Linked DNA regions of Sus scrofa: region 2 is linked to region 1. The links are chromatin contacts, called in public HiChIP or PLAC-seq maps. All regions are on one chromosome and are shown on one strand. The core of a region is the stretch at or near the end of the contact, and the rest is flanking DNA. Distances in the headings are between cores, read along the strand shown.

The links. HiChIP or PLAC-seq counts read pairs in DNA pulled down with a chosen protein or histone mark.
Region 2: an H3K27ac HiChIP or PLAC-seq map of alveolar macrophages shows a contact between it and region 1. The contact joins two enhancer-like sites. A contact is called at or near these places in 1 of 47 Hi-C or Micro-C datasets (epiblast stem cells) and 1 of 2 datasets of contacts at active chromatin or transcription factors (alveolar macrophages).

Annotation. Positions count from the first base shown.
Region 1 is chr1:265,022,258-265,027,874 of Sscrofa11.1, forward strand. No RefSeq gene overlaps it. Among named protein-coding and RNA genes, the nearest start is that of NEK6, 53 kb to the right of the region's middle. Within about 2 kb of position 3,069, at least 10 of the 83 cell types and tissues checked have an H3K27ac peak or open chromatin away from gene starts, as enhancers often do. A contact at or near this core is called in alveolar macrophages, where this site is marked.
Region 2 is chr1:265,174,851-265,180,317 of Sscrofa11.1, forward strand. PSMB7 (proteasome subunit beta 7) reads right to left here. Exons shown (of 8, transcript NM_001097476.2): 7 at 796-947. Among named protein-coding and RNA genes, the nearest start is that of PSMB7, 58 kb to the right of the region's middle. Within about 2 kb of position 2,316, at least 5 of the 83 cell types and tissues checked have an H3K27ac peak or open chromatin away from gene starts, as enhancers often do. A contact at or near this core is called in alveolar macrophages, where this site is marked.

The sequences.
Region 1 (5,617 bases), core at 1,819-4,318:
CTTGATTCTCCTTCTCCACTGGCCTCTAAATGCTTGAAATTCATAATAATTGTTTGCCTTTTCTTTCTTGTTTTAAAAAATGCACAATGTATTTTTTTAATGTCCTCATCCTCAGCATGTGGTAGTTCCCAGGCGCAGCTGTGGTATTGCCCGATCCTTTAACCCACTGCACTGGCCCACTAGGGATGAAACCTGAGCCTCTGCAGAAACTCCAGCCACTGCAGTAGGATTCTTAACCTGCTGCACCACAGCAAAAACTCCCTAAAATTCATAATAATTTTTCAGAGTTCCCATTGTGGCTCAGGGAAAATGAATCTGACTAGTATTCACGAGGACGCAGGTTTGATCTTTGACCTCCTTCAGGGGGTCAAGGATCCGAAGTTGCCGTGAGCTGTGGTGTAGGTCGCGTCTGGATCAGATCTGATGTGGCTGTGGCTGTGGCTGTGGTGTAGGCCAGTAGCTACAGCTCCAATTCAATCCCAAGCCTGGGAACCTCCATATGCCACGGGTGCGACCCTTAAAAAAAAAAAAAGAAAGAAAGAAATTCGTAATAATTTCTTTTTTTTTGAACATATGGCTCTGCATTTGAACATATGGCTCTGCATTTTGCAGTGGGCCCTGCAAATTATGTAGCTGGTCCTGCCCTTTGCTCCCAACAAGACTCTCTAGGTGGGGAACTCCTCAAAGGAGCAAAAGGCTTCGCTTCAAAAAATGGGGAGTTCCCTTTGTGGCTCAGCAGTAATGAACCAGACCAGTATCCATGAGGATGCGGGTTCCATCCCTGGCCTAGCTCGGTGGGTGAAGGATCCAGCGTTGCCTTAAGCTCAGTTTGCAGACACAGCTCAGATCTCAGATCCTGTGTGGCTGTAGTGTAGGCTGGCAGCTACAGCTCCAATTAGACCCCTAGCCTGGGAACTTCCATATGCCGCAGGTGTGGCCCTAAAGAAAGACCAAAAAAAAAAAAAAAAAAAGGCAAAACTCCCCCATAAAAAGCTTCCCTCACCCCCAACCTATTCCTCTCCCAGTTTCCCCCTGTGGTACCCGATCTTTCAGACCAACAATCTCACCAGGATCCCCGATGACTCGTTCAGCCCCCAATCACTCTCCCATCTGCCTCTGAAATATGGGCAGCCCCCTCAGCTCTTGCTGGGACATTTGTAACTGGTCTCCCTGCCCCTCTTTTGCCTCCAGAACAGCTGGAATGATGGGAAGGGGAGGGAGGCATTGAATCACAGCACCCCCCAGCTTGAAAGCCTCTGATGGCTTCCGAGCACTCTATGCAGCCCCTATGGACTCTCTGATTGCCTCCCCAACCTCCCCCCAGACTGAATGTCCTGCCATCCTTCCACCTCTGGGGTCTTTGCACAGGCTCTTCTCTTGCCTTTCTCCCCACCCACTCCCACGTCCCTTCCTCCACTCCGCTAACTTCCGAGCTTCCCCAGCCCTCAGCTTATAGACCCTTCCCCTGAGCAGCCTTCCTTGGTGCCCCTCCCCCACTTGGGGTTTGGCGCTCCTTCCCTGGGCAGCCCAGTCCAGAGCTTCTCACCATACATTTTCCGCAGCCCACATCACACCCACATCCACTTTGTGACTCCAGTTTCCCTGAAGGAAGGGAAGGACAGTGTCTGTTTTGTTCTTTGCGGTGGAGCTACAGCTGGAGCTCATCCATGGTTGAATGAATGAATGAATGAAATCTCCCCCTCTTTGTTACTATTCTAGCCCTGCTCTCAGTCCAGAGTCCTGAAATGAGTTTTTGCCCTGTTTCGCAGGCCCGGCCTTCACTAGGGTGCTCCTCTAAAGGGCACAAGGACAGGCCCATGGCAGCCCAGAGACTCGAGGTCCACCCAAGCCAAGGCCCTTTAGTGATAAGCTGGGGGCATTTCCTCATTCCCCAGGTCTCCCCAGGACACCTGCCAGCATGTTCATTTCTCACCAACTATTCCTCATCCTCGTTTCCCTGGTTGGCTGCACTGGGGACGACCCTCCCAGCCCTGTTGGTCCGCTTGAGTGTAGCCATGGTAGGAATATTTACACCAGGGACATTGGCAAGTGCTACAAATTAGGGCTCTGCTATTGTTGTTCAGAGAGCCGGTTTACAGTTCACCCCTGGATTTCATTCTGGCGGCAGTTTCAGGACTGGCTCAAATTCCTTGGGCTCTAACAGCCAGACAGAGGCTGGCCTCAGCTTGCCCAGGCTCCTGGCTGTCAGGTGTCCCACCTGCCTTCTGCCACTACGTCTGTCTCACTAACTCTGTCTCTCTCACAAACACATCCCTGTCTGCCTTTTCCTTCTTCTCACTGTCTTTTTGTCTCATGCTCTTTTTCTGTCTCTCTCCTTGTGCCACTATCTTTCCTTCCATGCAGCTGTCTCTCCCTCCTCTCTCCCACAAACACATTTCAGCCTGTGATCAAGTCTTTCCTCTGCTATTTTATGAACAGGCAGCCAAATATGCCCCCCACCACCACCCAGGTTTAGGACTCATTTCAAGTAACCAGCCCCAAAGGCAGCCCAGCATTTCTGAATCTCAATGCCAAAATCATGAGAGAGAGAGAGAGAGAGAAGCTGATGGGCTCAGCTTGAGTCAGCATCCAGCCCTGGTCCAGCCACTGTCATCAGGAGAGCAGAGCAGTGAGAAATTAACAGGGTCTGTGGGACTCTGCCTCGGGGGAGGAGGAAGTCTCCAAGAAGGGAGGTGGAGGCCAGAGGAGCACAAGAGATGCTCATCACATCTGTCTGCCCAGGTGGACCCTCTCAGCAATCGGTTTCAACCTGAAGCAAGCTCGAATCCCCCATCCCTTTGGCCATAGTCATCTGAGCTCCCAGTGTGTCCCCATTCTCTTCATTCCAGCACAAGCCACTTCCCTTCTTGGAGGCTCAGCTTCCTCATCTGTGAAATGGTGACAAAAACCCCTCCCAGAAAGGCAGTTGCAAGATCCTACTCGACATCTTGTGGGCAGAGTGCCCAAGGCCCTTTGGTCAGAATGACCATGACACATTTGAGTTCCCTAAAGTCCCAGAAGTTCCCCTGGTCTTCACCCACCTACCTCCTCCTCCTTCTTCCTCTCCTGCCACCACCATCCTCCCCCACTGCCAGTGTGGTCCCCGGATGTCTTGTGGTCACACCCAGTGAGACACACCACCACCCTCACCACACACGCATCACTAATTTGCAACACCCACCAGGGCGCCTGCACTTAGTTATTGAAACCACTGAATTCTGACCCTCCTCTCTCAGTCACTAAGCCTCATGCCCAAGCCTGGCTGGGCTCCTTGTGGACCAGCCTTTGCCACCCAACCCCCAGGCTGGATACTGTGGGGGATACTAGCAGAAAGGGGAGGGAGGCAGGAAACACCAGTGTCTACAGGACATCAAACACCCTGGGTGCTTCTAAAGGCCTCCTGGGACACCCTCCACATCCTGTGGACAGAAGCATCTATTGCTTTATATTTCTTCTTATTATTATGTTGTCATCCATTGAGTGAATGTTCCCTATCCTCTCTGGCTGGGCACTGGAGATCTGGAGATGCGACAGAGCGGGTGCTAAACTTGGGAATCTTTTTTTTTTTTGGCTTTTTAGGGCTGCACCCATGGCATATGGAGGTTCCCAGGCTAGGGGTCCAATCAGAGCTGTAGCTGCCAGCCACAGCCACAGCCACAGCCATGCCAGATCCGAGCCATGTCTGCGACCTACATCACAGCTCATGGCAATGCCGGATCCTTAACCCACTGAGCGAGGCCAGGGATCGAACTCACAACCTCATGGTTCCTAGTTGGATTCGTTTCTGCTGCGCCACGATGGGAACTCCCAACATGGAAATCTTAACCCATGCCCTAAGGCTGTCCAGGTCTCATCAGCCTATGGGTGGAAAATAAAAAATCACATGAAGATACACACCCAGCCCCCCAACCCTCCCCTCACCCCAGAACTCCAGTCTACCTCGAACCCCTACCTGCCACCCTCATGGTAGTTCTGGTTGACCCCAGTGGAGATTTGAATGGAGCCATGAATCTGTCTGGGTTGTGTTGCCCTCTGCTGGCCTCTGCCCCCCACCCGCCCCCCCACTGGGTGGTGAAACTCTTCAGCCCTGTGGGCACCTTGGCTGGCCTTTGAGGCCCTGAGTCTGCCACTCTAGCCTCTGCTCCACCCAAACTCTGCCTTGGCCTTGGCCTTGGCCCATCCTCAGGGGTTACTGAAGGCTCCCACGCCCAAGGTTCAGGCAGCTCCTGGGTCTGTGACAAATGGCTTTATTCTCAGCCAAGAGGTCCCTACAGTGGGAGGGCTTAAGCCCACACGTGATATAGAGGTTGATGAAGCTGCGCCTTCAGTTCAAAACACACGACAGCTTTCTCCCTGGGGGCAGCTTTCTCCCTGGAGGAGATTTAGGGGGGCTTCAAATCCGCAATGCTCTTTTTCATGCAGATCCTGTTGCTTGCTCCAGAAGCCACGTTTTCTAAAGATTCATTCTCCCCACGAGGCCCTGCAGCCCCTCCTTGCACCCCGACTGCCACTGGCCATTCCCAGCTGCAAGTAGCAGAAACCTCCACTCTGCTGGCAAAATGTCCTGTCTCACAGGAAACTGAAGGTGGGCAGGCCTGCTCCCAGGTCCACGGGCTCTGCACTAGGCTGGATGTGTTGGTCCGCACACAGCCGCTGGCTTCTGATCTGCTCTGCTGGGCTTTCCTTGGCTGTTGGAAGGTGAGCCAGTCCCCAAAAGCCTTTGTGGGAGTTGCTTTGTCCTGGAGCCCCTGTGATCGGCTGGGAGAGGAGTGCTCTCCTGCTCACCGCGGCCCCTTCAGCCCAGGCCTCAGAATAAACACTGGCAGAATAGACCAGAACCCAACCCACAGTCTGCAGCCCAGGGCCCAGCCCTGCCCAGCCCAGCCCAGCCTGAAGTGGCTGAACCCACAGGAAACCTGCTGACCCGTGACCTTGAGCCTGAGCAGTGGTGTCACTCACTGAATTTGGGGCACAGTTGTCTTGTGGTATTACCCTAGTCACAGCTGACGACACTGGAGGTGGGGTCACTTTCCTCAGGCCTGTCCCCTCAGGTCTCGGGTGACTGCTGCAGGGCCAGGAGCCACGTCTTCAGACAGCCACATGGAGAGGCAGGAGAAACAAGGAGCTTTTCTGCAATGGCTCAAAGGGGACACCTTCCCCAGACGCCTCCTCCCCCATAATGTCTCCTCCTGTCTAGTGGGCAGAGTGGTGTCATAGGCCTGTCACCCACGTTCTAATCAACCAAGGCAAGAGGGGTGGAAGCACGGTGATTGGCTCACATTAGAGAAGATCCCCCTCCTAGCGGTGGAGAAGGGGTTCCCTGAATCATAGGGGTGCCCAGCGGTCAACCAGACGGAGAGGGTTCAATCAGCGAGGGTGGAAGTGGGCCACAGCGAGTGAGTGGGAACCCACAGGTGCAGCCACAGACTCCTGCAGCCCCAGGAAACTGACAGTCAAATGTAATATCTCTTAATGCATATGTCAAACACTTAATTGTTAAAACAGCACCGCGATTCTTATTTCCCCGTGATTCCAATCGGTCCTCTCTGGGTTGACAACCTTAAGGCAGTCGTGGACTGCCAGATTTTTAGCAGAAGCATTAAAAAAAAAAAAATTA
Region 2 (5,467 bases), core at 1,066-3,565, 150 kb after region 1:
TAGGCTGCACACATGGCTTGGATCCTGCGTTGCTGTGCCTGTGGCATAGGCTGCAGCTGCAGCTCCAATTTGACCCCTAGCCTGGGAACTTCCATATGCTGCACAATTCGGCCCTAAAAAGCAACAAAGCCACAGCCTGAAGCAGTTCAGGCTTCAAGGAAGCGGTCAGGACCATACAGGGCTGTAAATGAGCAGCTCACCTGCGCGAGTACAGGTCCCCAGGCTCCATCAGCCAATCAACAAGAATCTTATCCTCCACTCCCAGCTGGGCCAACCCTCCCCCCCCTCAGCCAGTGCCTCGAAGCTAAATGGCAAGGTTCCCTCCAGGCTAGGAAGCAGCAGGTAGCTCCCAGACGCTAAATCTCAGAGACTCTTAACTCTGAACCAATGGTTGATAACCATTTAGGACTCTGGAACCACCCTGAGGAAAAGCTACGGGCTGGCTGCCCTGGAAAATGTTCCTTCTCACAGAATTTCATAGAGAATTCAGAGGAGTCTTTAAGTGACTAGAGAAAGTGATCCAAACCTCTCCCCACAACCCCTACCTGGGATTCTTTCCACCCATCCTTTCCCGTCAACGTTTTACAAATGACAGCACTTTTCTAAACCTGACAGCAGCCCACAATCGTAAAGCAAATAATGAATCAAAGGTCTGCTGGGTAAAGCTGGCTTGGGGATACCGGCTTTACTTAATGCGGGTGAGGATCAAGAAAATCCCGTCCAACTGTCATGAATCTAACAAAGGTGGCCGTGGAAGTCGCGGGACACAGGAACAATCTCATCTCTTCCACTTACCTGGTCCCCTTCTTGTTGGGCACGGAGTACGGGCGGAGAAAATCCAGCTTGCTCTTGCTGATGACACAGAGATCAATGTTACTTCCAGACCCCAGGTCATTGAAGATGCCGGCGGCTATGGCTTCACTCACTAGCTGCTTGGCTTCCTCCTCCTGAGAAAGAAAAGAACAATGTCCACAGTCAAATGGAGGGGCTGCTCTGCTGTCCACAGCGCTGTCACGAGCAGGAAGGGAAAGGGGGGGAGCCTACCTATGAGGCAGGCATTGTTTTAGAGATGAACCAAAGGTCTCAAAGCTCCTTGAGGATTTGCCCCAGGTTCCTCAGCTGGTGAGTCAGGGCCCCTTTACCGCACACGCCCTCTCTTCAACACACCGCTTCACACCAGACGCTCACCGCCTAACTGAATCCTGTGGGCTGACAGAGCAATTTATCACCTAAAACGGGGGGTGGTAAACCTTCCTTACAAAGGACCAGGTAGTAAATATTTTAGGCTTTGTGAATATAGAGTCTTCACCATAACTACTCAACTCAGTCATGGCAGCACAATCAGCCACAGACAGTCTGTAAACAAATGGGCATGACCGTGTGCCAACGAAACTCCATTAAACAAAAATGAACGGTAGGCTGGATTTGGGTCCATGGGCAGACCCGTGATCAAAAATGTCCCCAAGTGGCTGCGATCTGCTTCCTGGGTAACACAATGAAGAAAGTCAGTATCACAGGGAAAAAACTAACACCAGAACATAATGGTTCTGGGGAAATGTTGGCAAAGCCAAGGGTGGGGACCTCTTGCCCCAAAAACTCTATCACCTCCTACTAATGAGAACGCACGTTCACTAAAGTGATTCATTTTTGGAATCACTCTCTTTCATTTCTCCTTTAAGGGCAAGTCTAAGTCTCCCACAGTTACTGGTGAACAAGTAGATGAATTCATTTCTTATCCAAAGGCCTATCACTTGCAGGGTCCTGTACCCAAGCTAGGGATGCAGAGATGGGCAAAGCCTCCAAGACCCCTGCCCTGCAGGGGTGTAGAGTCCAGTGGGATCAAGAGACCCAAGGAACTACAACGCAGTGTAGTGAGAGTTAATTGATAACTGAAAAGGAGCTGTGGGAACCGGCTGGGTCAGCAAAGCCTCAGGGAGGGCTGAAGACAGGCTGCACACCAGACATTCAGAAAACAGGGCAGTGAAACAGAAGACCAGCAGCAGCAAGGCAAGTCCTGGAGAAATGCCAAGTTCAAGCTCTTTACACAACAAGGACCAAAAAAAAAAAAAAATCTCCCAAAGAAGAGACTATTAATATTAACTTCAGCTCCTTCCCAGGCATGAGGGGCCATATACATGCAAGATGAACTAAAGGAACATCCTGGGAGAAACGCCAGTGCCAGGCCCCAAATTCCAGTCTGACATCAAAGAGCAGGTTCACTGGCTTCAAGTCACGAGAAGATCTGAGAGATCACTCTCAGGCCTCCTGCTCCCCTGCCTGCCCTAAGCCAGTAAGTGGGATGCCAGTGACATGAGCGCCCTCTGCAGACTCACAGAAGGATAGAGAAGGCCCTGCTGGAAGTGGGATCCTCAGCAACCCAGCAGCAGGGGCTGGGGGTTATTCTGATCTTGATCCCACCAGATTTTTTTTTCACTTCCTGAGCAGTACCTATGTGGGGCCAATGAAACCAGTTATCCTCTTGCGCAGATAGAGCCCTGTAGGATTCATTCAAACAGGATCCTCTGATAGGAAATTCTCTGCTGAGAGTCCCAAGTCTATAGAGGCCAAAGGCCTTACCAGCAACCAGTGAAGGTGGGAGCAAAGAAAGCATCTCAGAGCAGGAGATGGTTGCTGCTGCTACTGCTGCTGCCACAGAGACAGCAAAAACCAACCACTAACTTCACAAATGCAACCCCATTCCAACTTGCTTCTCTTAATAAACAACGTGTGTGTGCGTGTGTGTCTTGCTTGTTACATCCTTCTCCTGATCTACCACCTCCTCTTCTCCTCCTTTCTCTGCTGTTCTATTATTTCCTTTGCTTTCTTGTCACTGCTGCTGGTGCTTGGAGCCAGCCAACAGTGCTAAGTAGACGTCACAAATCCTGCTGGCAGTGGTTACAGCTCCGCAGGTTTAAATTTCTCAAACTAGTTTATATTTGGGGATGGGAATGGAAGATTTATTTTCCAAATATTCCTTAATGTGAGTAGATGAACTTATGAAACTTAAAAATGTGTAAAAGGTACTGTGTAGAGCCTGATTTACTCATAAAATTATCGTATGTGCTATTATTTAAGTATGTCTTTAAAAATTAGGGAACATACATTTAACCCCATCCATCTCCCCATTATAGGGAAGATAATTCCTTAAGGAAGGAAATCTCACAAGTCTTTTTTTTCCCCCCAGTCCTACCTCCCTCTCACATACACAGGGCTGAAGATTTATGAAAGGAGTGAACCTTACAATTTACTGAGCACTTAGTATAATGTGCCAAGTACTGAGTTAGGCAGGCACTTTGATGATCATCAATTTTACTCCTGCCCTTAACCACCTTCTGAGGTTGGTACTGTCAAAAACTAAGGCTGAGAGAGCCCACAGGGTCGCACAGTAGGAAATAGTAAGACAGGTCCATTGGGCTCCAGAGCCGGAATGCCAGGGCACCACACCAGCTCACAAGTAGCCTGACTCAGCTGTGAGCTCCTTGGCACGTCGGGGACAGGAGACAGCTGTCTCTTGATGCAGGTGTCGCTCCCCCATCAGCAAGGATCTTCAGAACCTGAGCAAGTTTAAGAGAAGGATGGTGGCTGCCCATCTCTCTCTGGGCCAACCAGCAGCCCCTCTGATGGTCATTTCCACAGTTTCCCAAAACCGCCCAGAGACCACCACCTACACATTTCTACAGTGTAATACGGCGGAGAGAGAGCAATATTCAGATCCAAAGTCTTACTTCATATATCCCCCACCCCCAGCAAAAACCCTCAAAAGGCAAATCGGGTAAAAATTACTAAGGCTCTTTTGTCTAACCACTTACACAGTTAATGTCTTCAACAAATATTTACAGACACCTACTATGTTCCAGGAACTGCCTCATGTGACGACTATGGTCTCTTACCACAGTATTTCCATACCCAGAATTCTAGACAGATATGCAAATATGCTACTGGGCATATTCTTACTGTGTTTTCTTTATAGTGGAATTTCACAATTAAACAAGTCTTGTCTTTAACACGTGCTACCACATATTTAGGAAAGCTATCGAGAAAAACCACAAACTAAAAGCAAGAGGTGGGGGAAAACACCACATTTTTATCTGTCTCTGGCCTGCAGTAAATACAAGAAGCATTGTTACCGCCTTTAGGATTCATTCTTCATAGGGAAATATTGCCCCTCCGTTTTCTGGAAGAGGTGAAGTGACCTGAGCTCTGAGCAGCATCTGCCTGGGGACAGCTGGCCAGGCCCAGGTGTGAGGCTCTCTCCCACTGCCGGGCCGCCATCCTCCCCTGGCCAGCTGTTCTTGGATTTACGTTGCTAGTCACAAGGGAACTTGGATTCCGTGTGTAGACAGAGCAGCCAGACTCAACCAGGCTATCGGAAAAATGGCCCTCCAGGCCAACGGCAGCTTTCTTTTACTTTGAGCTGCTCAGCCAAGACCACCACAACCCCAGTGACTGCAAGGTAGCTGGGCAACCCAGGTTCAAGATCATCTGACAGATGTGGAGGCAGACAGACTGGGTTTGGATCTCCAGTTTCCTACTTACTGCTGTGCAACCTCACGAGTCATATCACCTCTCTGAGTTCATGCCGCTCCTGTGTGATACAGTGACGATACATCAGGATTTATCATAAGGCTGCTGCAAGAATTAGAAATGAAGTACAGAAGGCACCTACCATAGGGTTTGGCACATAGCTACGGCTTAATAAATGGTAACTTACTTAACAGAGCAAGCCAGCGGGCTCCTAGAGACAATTTCTCTCTAAGCAGTTGACGGCCTGGACCAAACCCCAGGCAAGAGGAGGAGGTCCAAACAAACCTGCTGACAAGTCTTCCCACAGAGCTGTGGAGAAGTTCCTCTAATAATTAATCCAAGCAAAAAGCACACTCCCTAAAAGTTCAGAGAATATAAAAGGAGCACTTCCTGCTTTATAGCTACAAAGCCCAAACTAACTGGGACTATCAGTCCCCCGGGCCACCCCTGCTTCTTAAATGAGATTACAATCAGAGTGATGTACTGTACTCCACGTCGGCTGTGACAAGCAGCACTTTATAGCGCTATCTGTTTGTCTCCATCACCGCAGCACACAATGTGTCCCTGGACTCCAATGTGCAGCTCCATTTACCGCTGCATGACAAATGCGCAGCACTTGTCACAGGCACAAAGAGGTCCACGTCGGCCACGTAATGGTCACCACAGCTGTACCCGAGTGCTTGAGGGGACAAAACAGACCCCCAAGTTCATTAAACTGACCAGTAATGGATCTCTCAAAAAGTGCCTTAGGAATCGTACAGAAAAGGCTAAAATAAATAACTCAGCATGGAAGGCTAATCTGAAATGGTGTTTGATAAATTATTTATAACACAGGCGATTGTCTGCATTTAATATTGGAGCTACTAGTAGCATCTTTAAAAGATGATTTATGTGTTGTAATGCTATTAAACTTTATATTGGCCCACTGCTAGCTATAAAGTCT